Regions from separate parts of the Mus musculus genome. Here all the other regions are linked to region 1. A link is a contact called in public HiChIP or PLAC-seq data. All regions are on one chromosome and are shown on one strand. The core of a region is the stretch at or near the end of the contact, and the rest is flanking DNA. Distances in the headings are between cores, read along the strand shown.

What was found. HiChIP or PLAC-seq counts read pairs in DNA pulled down with a chosen protein or histone mark.
Region 2: an HNF4G HiChIP or PLAC-seq map of pancreatic cancer cells shows a contact between it and region 1. The contact joins two enhancer-like sites. A contact is called at or near these places in 1 of 484 Hi-C or Micro-C datasets (ventricular fibroblasts), 6 of 115 datasets of contacts at active chromatin or transcription factors (acute myeloid leukemia, astrocytes, embryonic stem cells and 3 more) and 2 of 9 other capture datasets (embryonic stem cells and liver).
Region 3: a contact with region 1 is called in an H3K27ac HiChIP or PLAC-seq map of extraembryonic endoderm stem cells. The contact joins two enhancer-like sites. A contact is called at or near these places in 1 of 484 Hi-C or Micro-C datasets (nephron progenitors), 2 of 115 datasets of contacts at active chromatin or transcription factors (extraembryonic endoderm stem cells and pancreatic cancer cells) and 3 of 9 other capture datasets (adipose tissue, liver and pancreatic islet).

The regions. Positions count from the first base shown.
Region 1 is chr1:156,068,483-156,071,829 of GRCm38.p6, forward strand. It overlaps Tor1aip2 (torsin A interacting protein 2), which reads left to right. Exons shown (of 7, transcript NM_172843.4): 7 at 1-379. Among named protein-coding and RNA genes, the nearest start is that of Tor1aip1, 34 kb to the left of the region's middle. Within about 2 kb of position 1,804, at least 44 of the 459 cell types and tissues checked have an H3K27ac peak or open chromatin away from gene starts, as enhancers often do. A contact at or near this core is called in extraembryonic endoderm stem cells and pancreatic cancer cells, where this site is marked.
Region 2 is chr1:156,453,586-156,456,932 of GRCm38.p6, forward strand. The region is part of intron 3 of Soat1 (sterol O-acyltransferase 1); the gene reads right to left. Among named protein-coding and RNA genes, the nearest start is that of Soat1, 19 kb to the right of the region's middle. Within about 2 kb of position 1,611, at least 66 of the 459 cell types and tissues checked have an H3K27ac peak or open chromatin away from gene starts, as enhancers often do. A contact at or near this core is called in pancreatic cancer cells, where this site is marked.
Region 3 is chr1:156,342,759-156,346,105 of GRCm38.p6, forward strand. The region is part of intron 20 of Axdnd1 (axonemal dynein light chain domain containing 1); the gene reads right to left. Among named protein-coding and RNA genes, the nearest start is that of Nphs2, 34 kb to the left of the region's middle. Within about 2 kb of position 1,818, at least 19 of the 459 cell types and tissues checked have an H3K27ac peak or open chromatin away from gene starts, as enhancers often do. A contact at or near this core is called in extraembryonic endoderm stem cells and pancreatic cancer cells, where this site is marked.

The sequences.
Region 1 (3,347 bases), core at 554-3,053:
ATGGTACAGCTTTGTCTCACAGCCTTTGGTCCACAGTCTTGTTAAAGACAGGAGCACTGTGAGCACGGATGTTGGCTATGACAGACAGATGCAGCCTGTGAACACGAGAGTAGTGCAGCAAAAATGATTTTCACCAACACTCTTACTTTCTCTAACAAAGATTTCTTAACCCCATAGAGTTTTGCCTTTATATATTTACAAATGTAATGGCTTGTCAAACTTACCAAATCACCATAACTGCTTTTTGCATTCATTTCCATAGTGATGATGTTGAATGTGCCTTATTCAAATCAATTGTCTGATTACTATACAATAAATCTCTTCAATTTTTCCTGACTGATTTTTTACTAAAATTTCCAAAATAAAGAATTTATGAAAATGGGTGTGCGGTTGTTAGTGGTGGGAAGAGTCAAAAGGATTCTGAAGCATCGGGTGGTGTTGCGGCTGTCAGGGACGAGGGGCCATGCAGGCGGTGTGCTGGACTCCTCCACCACCCTTGGCAGTGGCTGTGGGGCATTTACCCCCACCTGGCTCTCTCTTGACCAGGGGAAGAGTGAGCACAGCCTTGGGAGTGGTCCAAACATGAGGCTTGCTGACTGGGGATGTATTAAGTGTGGGTGGGGTGTCCAGCATCTTGTATGTTGGAAAGTAGGAAGGTGGTTTGTATTTAAAACTCGAATTTAGAGGCTCAAGAGATGGCTTAATAAAGTGCACAAACCTGAGGAGCAGAAATTGGATTCCTGCATCCGCATAACAAGTTGGGCTTCCTGCAAATGACTGAATCTTTACACCCAGGAATCACACACACACACACACACACACATCATTTTCAGAGCTGGGTTGATAGCTCGGTAAAAGCCTGCCTTGGAAGAACAGGCACCTGAGTTCCATCTTGACAACACCCGGTTTTGTTTTGTTTTAAAAAGCTGGGTGTAGAGGCACAGGCTTGTTACCCAGCATGGCGGAAGCAAGGGACACACAAAATCCCTGGGGCTTTGAGAGCCAGCCACCCTAACTACTTGACACGCTCTGGGCCTCAAATAACAAGGTGGACTGTGCCTGAGGAAGGACAGACAGACAGACAGACAGATGGATAGACACACACACCAGAACAAAAGAAAAGTTTGCTCTGAGGATGTTGCCGAACCTGAATTAGTGGGTAGATAGAACCCTAGGATCCACCCCCTCTCCAGTCCCTCGATGCTCAGAATCTAGTGCTGCACGCCGCTGTCTTCCTCAGCTTGGGCCAAAGTGTTTCTTGACTAATTTCCTATTTGATTCTTGTAACTTAGGAAAATGTATTTTCAAGAGTTAGTATATCTTAAGAGCATTTGGCTAGCCACAGTGCAGATGAGTTTGCTTGCAGAGAATGGGGCTTCTTTTTTTGTTTGTTTGTTTGTTTTATTCCAGACAGGGTTTCTCTGTGTAACCCTGGCTGTCCTGGAACTCACTCTGTAGACCAGGCTGGCCTCGAACTCAGAGATCTGCCTGCCTCTGCCTTCCAAGTGCTGGGATTACTGCCTGGCGAGAATGGGGCTTCTTAAACCCTGTCCAGTTACCTACAGTAGAGGAGCCATGTGGTGGTGGTTTTATTTTTGAGTGTTTAAGTTAAAAGGATAGGAAATTACATATGTACCGCCAAACACAAACTGGTAGTAGTCGAGTTTCTATATAATACATTCAACGTTGAGAAGATTAAACACAGCAACAAACAAAACAAAACAAACAATCCCTAAGCCCTGCTATTCAGATAGCCTTCAGCAGACCGGCCAGCAGCGGTGGTGCTGCGAGTGGTGGACGTGTGAACTCTCAGGTTGCAGGAATGACTCAGTGGCTGAGACTGCTCTCTGCTCTTCTAGCAGACATTCTAGTTCAATTCCTATCGAGCACATTTGATGACTCACAACTGTCTAACTCCAGCTCCAGGGGACCTGACACCCTTATGTGTGAGAGTGCGTGCGTGCGTGCTCGCGAGCAAACACACACACACACACACACACGCATGTAAATCAAAGTAAAGTAATTTAAAATTAAAAAAAAAAAAACAACAACAAGCCAGATGAGTTGTTAATTTAGCAATGCTATGGGATTATTTCTTGAGATGTCATCTCAAGCTCTCATTTGGGTTGACGCTAAAATCTGCAAACAACAAAAATAGAGAAGCTGGGGGCTAGAGAGATGGTCCAGGGCTTAGGAGCACTCGCTGTTCTTACAGAGGACCTACGATTGGTTCCTGGTTAGTCCTCTACTCTGTCAGTCTGGGAACTATAAGGAGGGGGTCTGGGGCACAGATTGCTAGACAGAAGTCTGTAGGGGGCAGTGGGAAGTGAGATAGTCGTATGTGGATACTAATGGATGTCTTTTGCCTGGGCACCCTTATGTTGTGGCCTGCTTGAGTCCTCTGCCACCCACCCCACAACTCAGGATCTGTGTGTTCGCAGGCTGGGGGAAAGTAATCCCATCCCACCACTGTCTGGCAAACAGCCGGGCACTCCCAGCTGGGAGTTTTCTTGTTTTCTGACCACGTCTTGTGTCTTGGTCCCATACCCATGGCTGAGTCTCTCCATTGCGAACTCCCTTTTCTTATCTTCGGTATGCTGCCTGCTCAGGTCTCCCCACGCCGTCTCTCAGGGTAGGTTGCAAAGCTATCTTCCGGCCTTTTTTTCCTTTGGAATGTACTTGGAGCAGGGTTTATCTTAGAAGATTTCATGTGGGGAGTAGAGATAAAGACACATCTCATCCAGCCTTGCTTTGAGCTTACAGGGCTCCATTCTTCTGCCAGGACAGGCAGAATAAACCTAGCTTAAAGCTTGTTTTGAAGAGCTAAGTAAGGTAATTCTAACATGAGTGACTTAACCAGCCGGGCATGATGGTGCACGCCTTTAATCCCAGCACTTGGGAAGCAGAGGCAGGCAGATTTCTGAGTTCGAGGCCAGGCTGGTCTACAGAGTGAGTTCCAGGACAGCCAGGGCTACACAGAGAAACCCTGTCTGGAAAAACCAAAAACCAAAAAACAACAACAAAAAAACAACCGAGTTTTAGGAGCCATCAGAAATGTTGGAAGGCTAGTGGTAATGGCCGTTGGACACTGTAAGTTCATGCCATGGGATCCTATGTGCACTTCAAATTGGCTTAAAATGCATATTTTGTGTGACATTTTTTTTCTTTTGCCACTACAAAAAGAAAATACTTTTGAATTCATACAAACTGTGCTGCCTAGCCCTATTTTTTTTCCTTTTAAGGTTCTCCATTAGTTGCTACCAGTTCCTGACTCAGCCTCCTTAGCGGTAGGGCTGAGGGCCGAGAGGAAGGGAGGAGGGACTCAGGTCAAGGAGGAATAGGGCCGG
Region 2 (3,347 bases), core at 361-2,860, 380 kb after region 1:
CACTAAACACGGACAGGTCTGTGAGTCTACATTAAACATGGATGGCCCTTTCGTCTTTATCTGGAAGGCTGAACATTCCCAAAGGCAGAGACTTTGTAGTTTTTTTTTAAATGATGAAATAAAAAGACCAACGACCTGACTTTCCCAAAAGTCTCCACAGTAGACTAAGTCAAGTGAGAAAAGAAACTCGGAAGAAGGTAAGCAGACCTGCACAGCCAAATAGAAAGTGAGATTTAACCTCTGACTGGAAGCCAGGGGGACAAAGAAAAAGGGTCCATTGTAGCAGAGGTGCTGAGGATCAAACCCAGGGACCCACGTGTGTTAGGAAGACACTACCAAGCAAGCCATACCCCCAGCCCACAACTGCCGATCAAACACATTTATATCAAATCACTCATCGGTTCATTAAATGGAGTGCAATGATTCATTTAGAACAGAGGACTACATAATAAACGCAGGGGACCACGGGAGGGGTCTGTAATCTGAGCGGAAACCAGAGGGGGAAGGTGGCCAGCTGAGGCCTGCCTGAGCTAGAGTTGAGTTCCGGGTCAGCTGGACAGATATCTGAAGGATCCCTAAGCAAGCAAACACATGGAGCTGGGGATGTAGCTCAGTGGTGCAGGAGAGAGCACTCGAGGCCCTCCGTTTTCTCCACGTACCTCAATCAATCAAACTGTAGACTAAGAACTCAGGAGGACAGAACAGGGAGTACTCAGATCACGGGTGGGAGGAAATGGAAGCCAGAGGGATGAGCTGGGATTTGAGGATCTGGTGCAGTGTTTTGGTTGGTGAAGGAATAAAGTGAAAGCAAGCAGGTAAAAAGAGAGACACCACACAGGCATGAAACAGAGGAAAAACATACAATGGAAGGCCAACTTTCCAACGCCCTTTTCCACTGTTCCCCAGTAGAGCATAAATAACCATCAAAGAACTGAGAGACGGTGTGTCTGTCCCGGCACCACCATTCAGACGGCTACCCGCCCTTAACAGCAGGAAAGATGACTCACAACCCTAAAGCCTCGTCCCACACATAATCCATGCTGTGAGCTAAAGTTCACGCTCACCTCCTCAACTACTCCTTTCTTCATTCCTTTCTTTCTCATTTCAGATGCCTAATGACTAGATGGAGGAATCTTGCATTTACTCACTACTTATGCATTGTTGTCTGTATGGGCACATAAGTGCCACAGCACAAATGTAGAAATGTGAAGACAATTTTAGGGAGTCAATTCCTGAATTCTACCAGCTGGAATCCTGGGGACTGGACTCAGGCTAGTGACTGGGGTGGCAAGAGCCTGTATTCAGTAAGGCATCTCATAGGTCCCAGAAGTTAATAGTTTTATTCATGAATACATGAAACAGATAAATAGAGTACTCTTTTTTTTTTAAAGAAGCTTTTTGCTGGGCAGGGTAGCTCAGACTAGTAATTTCAGTACTCCAAGGCTGATGCAGGGGGATCGTTTTGAGTTCAAGTCCAGTCTGAGCTACATAGCAAGAGCTTGTCCTAAAATAACAAAATCAAGCCTAAAAAGAATAGGTATGGCCCCCATAGATTCATGTGTTTGAAGGCTTGGCCCAGGGAGTGGCACTATCTGGGGGTGAGGCCTTGTTGTGGGTGTGGCCTTGTTGGAGGAAGTGTGTCACTGTGGAGATGGACTTTGAGGTGTCCTATGCTTAAATTAAGCTCTGGCCAGTGTGGAATGCAGTCTCTTGGCTGTCTTCAGATCAAGATGTAGAACCCTCAGGAACTTCTCCAGCATCATGTCTGCCTGGATGCTGCCACACTTTCTGCCATGATGATAATGGACTGAACCTCTGAAAGGGTAAGCCAGCCCCAGTTAAATGTCTGCCTTTATAAGAGTCTTGGTCATGGTGTCTCTTCACAGCAATAAAATCCTAACTAAGACAGCTTGGATCTGTGGAGCTTCCCCCAATTCTGTGCTCTTCCTGACACCCCCTCACCACTACTTCCCTCTCCACATTCTTTCCCTGGTGGATTTGTGAAATTGTATGAAAATGTTCCTGCCACTTCAGCTTTTTCTTCTCTCTTATGGAAATCTGTCACCATGCTTTCTGTAGACTCTCAGGGAGAACAGCTTTGCCCATTATTCACTATGGTCCAGCCTATGACGCCAACTTGTCCTGGGGATAATTAGCAATTTAGCCTAACTTCATTCTTCTTTTATTTACTATTCTGCATGGATGGGTACTTTGCCTGCACATATTTCTGTGCATTGAACACTGCTTTGACAAGGCCAGTGGATCCCTAGGGACTGGAGTTACAGAGGCTGTGAGCTCCACAGATGTGCCGGGGGACTAACTCGCATCCTCTGGAAGAGTGGCCAGTGCTCTTACCTACTGAGCCACCACTCTAGGCCCCAACGTCATTCTTAAGTTGATTCACTTAAAATATGGCACCTGGTGATCTTCTTAAAAGATTTATTTTTTAAGTGTATGAGTGTACAGACATGTGTATGTATGTGCATCTCATGTATGCCGGTGACCATGGAAACCAGAAGAGGGAGTCAGATCCCCTAGAGCTGAAGGAGTTAGAGGGGGTTGCAAGTCACCTAGTGTGAGTCCTGGGAGCCAAACTTAGGTCCTCTGCAAGACCAAGTGTTCTAACCACTGACCAATCTCTCCAGCTCCACATTTTAGACAAGGTCTTCTATGTAGCCCAGGATGGCCTTAAAGTCTGAGAAATCCTCCTGTGTCAACCTCTCAACTGCTAGGATTTCATATATTACGGCATATATGTGCTACCTACCTAGGTAATAAGTCTTTTAAACAGGCCCTTATATTGGAATAATGATGTACTAGTTAGAAAAAAACATTGTCTGGACCACAAGATGCCTCAGCAGATAAAGGCAGCTGCTATCACACCGAGCAACATGCATGCAGGCCCTGGGATCCACCTGATGGAAGGAGCTGTTCTCCGACTTCCACACTCATGTGCCATGCCCGCACACTCATGTGAGCACACAGGTGCACACACACACATAAAATAAGTAAAATGTCATGTAGCAGCTTTTTTGAGTACCACTTTATAAAACAGTTCAGCAGACATCACAAATACACTTAGACGAGTGGGTTCTCCGCCTGAGGGTTGCACACCACAGGAGTCAGACATCAGGTATTGACACTATGATTCATAACAGTAGCAAAACTATAGTTATGAAGTAGCAAAGAGACTATGTTATGGTTGAAGGTCACCACAACGAGAGGAACTAAATTACCCAGTTAAGAGTGTGATGTGTGGAGAATAATCCATTAATGTTAAACAAACAGGATCTTGTACTAATATTTCTAGTGATAGCATCATTCAAGGCTCCAGAAAGGAAAGTGCA
Region 3 (3,347 bases), core at 568-3,067, 270 kb after region 1:
TAAGCACTGTGTATATATCTGTATCAATCAAATATTCACTTGATTCTCAGTATGAAATACTGAATATTTATAATGGAGATAAGTTTGATGAGAGTAAGAAATATTTGTTGAAAGCCACAGTTTCAATTAAATAAACAAATGAAGATACACACTGTATTAATAGATCGAAAGACACAAAGTGGGCTGGCAAGATGGCTCAGCAGGTAAGAGCACTGACTGCTCTTCCGAAGGTCCTGAGTTCAAATCCCAGCAACCACATGGTGGCTCACAAACACCCATAATGAGATCTGACACCCGCTTCTGGTGTGTCTGAAGACAGCTACAGTATACTTACATATAATAAATAAATCTTAAAAAAAAAAAAGATACAAAGTGGTTAAGGGGTCAACTCTCCAGCCACTGATCAATAGTTAAAATGTAATCCAAATAAAAAACTCAACATCTGTTGAAGAGATTGGTAAACTAAAGTTTCATATGGTATAACAAAAGTTCTGGTATAACCTTTAAAAACAAATTTTGAGGGTTTCCACTATGAGATTATAAAATTTATGATAAAAATCATGAAGATTGGTAATGGTGATCATGTTGACCAATAGATCTACCTGGAAAAGGCTCAGACCAACACATACATGTTCAATAGATGTTTCAGCAAAGATGACAAAGCCTCTTGATAAATGACAGCCTTTTTAACAGAGGGCACCACAATACTCAGATAACATAGATGCCAAATAGGAATCATACCTGGAAACACAGATTTCTTTAAAAATTTTTTTTAACTCAAAGTGGATAATAAACCTGAGAGTAGAGCCTAAAACTATTTAACATCTAGAAGACAACATGAGAGAAAAATCTTTTTGATGCTGTAAGGCAGAACTTTTCCTTTAAAGTAACACAAAAAGCAAGATTCATAAAACAAAGGCTAGATCACCATCCAAGCTAAGAACCTCTTATCTCTCAAGGTACCCTTGGGGGGGGGGCATTTTTGTATGTATACGTATGTGTGACACGATATGTATGTATGACACACATGTCTGACCATGCTTTCTCACGTGTGTGGACACGTGTTTGTGTGGGTTATGTGTGAATGTGAATGTGTGGCATCCCGAGGTTGACATCTGGTGGTGTCCCTGTTCACTCTCCCACTTTTACCCACCGAGGAAGAGTCTCGACCTGACTGATTGCACTGGTCTAATAACCAGCTTCACCTGTGGGCCCGCTGTCTCTGCCTTCTCAGCTCTGGGATTACTGACAGGCTGCCATGCATACCTGATATCTACATGGCTTCTGGAGATCTGAATACCAGTTCTCAGGCATGGGCAAGCAAGTGCTTAACCTGCTGAGCCACCCCCCCACCCCCTCCCACCCCAACCCCCCTCCCACCCCCCACCCCACCCCCCAGCCGTCAAAGTCCTAGTAAGACAAGAAACATCACAAGCTGGAGCAAACATTTTTAAATAATACATAGGATCTAAGACTCATTATCCAACCCAAATAGTTCCCAGTACTTAATAAGGAAACAAGCCAACACTAATGTGCCAATGATTTAAGCAGACTTTCACCAAAGACGACATAAGTATAAAGAATAAGCACAAGAGAAGAAATTCAACACCATCAGTCATTAAGGAAATGCAAATAACAACTCTGATAACTTATTACTACCCACCTATTGGAATGTCCACAATTTAAAATATGGGCTATATCAACTATCGGTGAGGATGTGAAACAAAGGATTATTGTTTACTGCTGATAGAGGACTGAGTCAGCCAGAGCCAGGCTGACTCCATGACAGGGCTGCACACTGACAGTTTGGGAGACTTAGGCCTAAGTTTCTGTTTCCTAGAAATGAGAACCTGGATCCAGGAACCTGTGGTCAGCCAGCCACAGCTGCAGGCAGTCAATCCGAGGACACCCTGTCATCTGGCCTGAAGTAGGAATAGATAGCTAGAGTGAGTAAGCGACCCCCTGGGAAGTCTCCAGAGCCTAACCAATTATAGAATCAATCAGACCCTAGAGATAGAGCTAAGCAATCAAGGTAAAGGAGTACACGTCCCTCCCTGGAATTCCCCTAGCTGACAACATCTGACAAGTTGGGCCTGTGAGTCCACCATGGGTCTCCATTCCTGAATGGGGAAACCCCTGCATGTAGAAAATTCAACTGAATAAACACTCTTTGCTTTTGCATACTAATGAAGTCTGGGGTCTTTCTTCAGCGAATCACAGACCCTAACAACAGGAGTATAAAAATGGTTCAGTCATCTTGGAAATATATATATATCCCATTCCAAGAGATGTCTGTCCAAAGATTAGGGCATTAAAGTACACTGAAGCTTTGCCTATAATTATCAAGGTTGGAAACAACTTAGGTGTCCACCAAGAGAAAAATGGAATATATATATATATATATTTGTGTTGCTCTTTGCCTGGTGGTGCCATTGAAAGGTCTATAATGAGGGTACCAACTTCATGGATGGGTTAATCCACTGAGAAGTCTGTGAGGAATAGATTAATAGAAGGTAGGATGTGGTTGGAGAATGTGGGGGTTCTGTCTTCAAAGAACAAGTCCAGTCCCTAGCCTGTCTTAGTCAGGGTTTTACTTCTGTGAACAGACACCATGACCATGGCAAGTCTTATAAAAGGACAACATCTTGGGGAGCTGGCTTACAGGTTCAGAGGTTCCGTCCATTATCATCAAGGTGGGAGTATGGCAGACATGGTGCAGGAGGAGCTGGGAGTTCTACATCTTCATCTGAAGGCTGCTAGTAGATTACTGACTTCCAGACAGCTAGGATGAGAGTCTTAAAGCCCACACCCACAGTGACACACCTACTCCAACAGGGCCACACCTTCTAATAGTGCCACTCCCTGGGCTGAGCATAGACAAACCATAGCAAGCCCCTTCTTGTCTGCCTCTTTCTGCTTCCCAGTTGCCATGAGGTGAACATCTCTTGTCTACCACATCCCCTCTGCCATGATGCCCTGCCTCAGTACAGTTCAATGGAGCCAGCTGAACACTGAGTGAAATTATGAGCCAAAATGTTTCCTCCTCTCAAAGCACACTGATGACAAATGAGTGCGACAGCTGGGGCGAGGCCAGTAGCACACTGGTCGAGGGGCCTGATTCAGCTCCTGTAGAGGACCTGAGCTCCATCCCCTGTATCCAAGTCACTCAGCTCACAGCTGTCAGTAACTCCAGACCCAAGGGATGCAGCACATTCTTCAGGCCTTGGAGGATACCCACTTGGATGGGCACGCAGAGACAGGCATATATAAATACTGAAAAGAAATATTATAACCCAAAACATCCCTGATTCTATAAAATTCCATTTTTAATAGGCTCAAGAAAATTA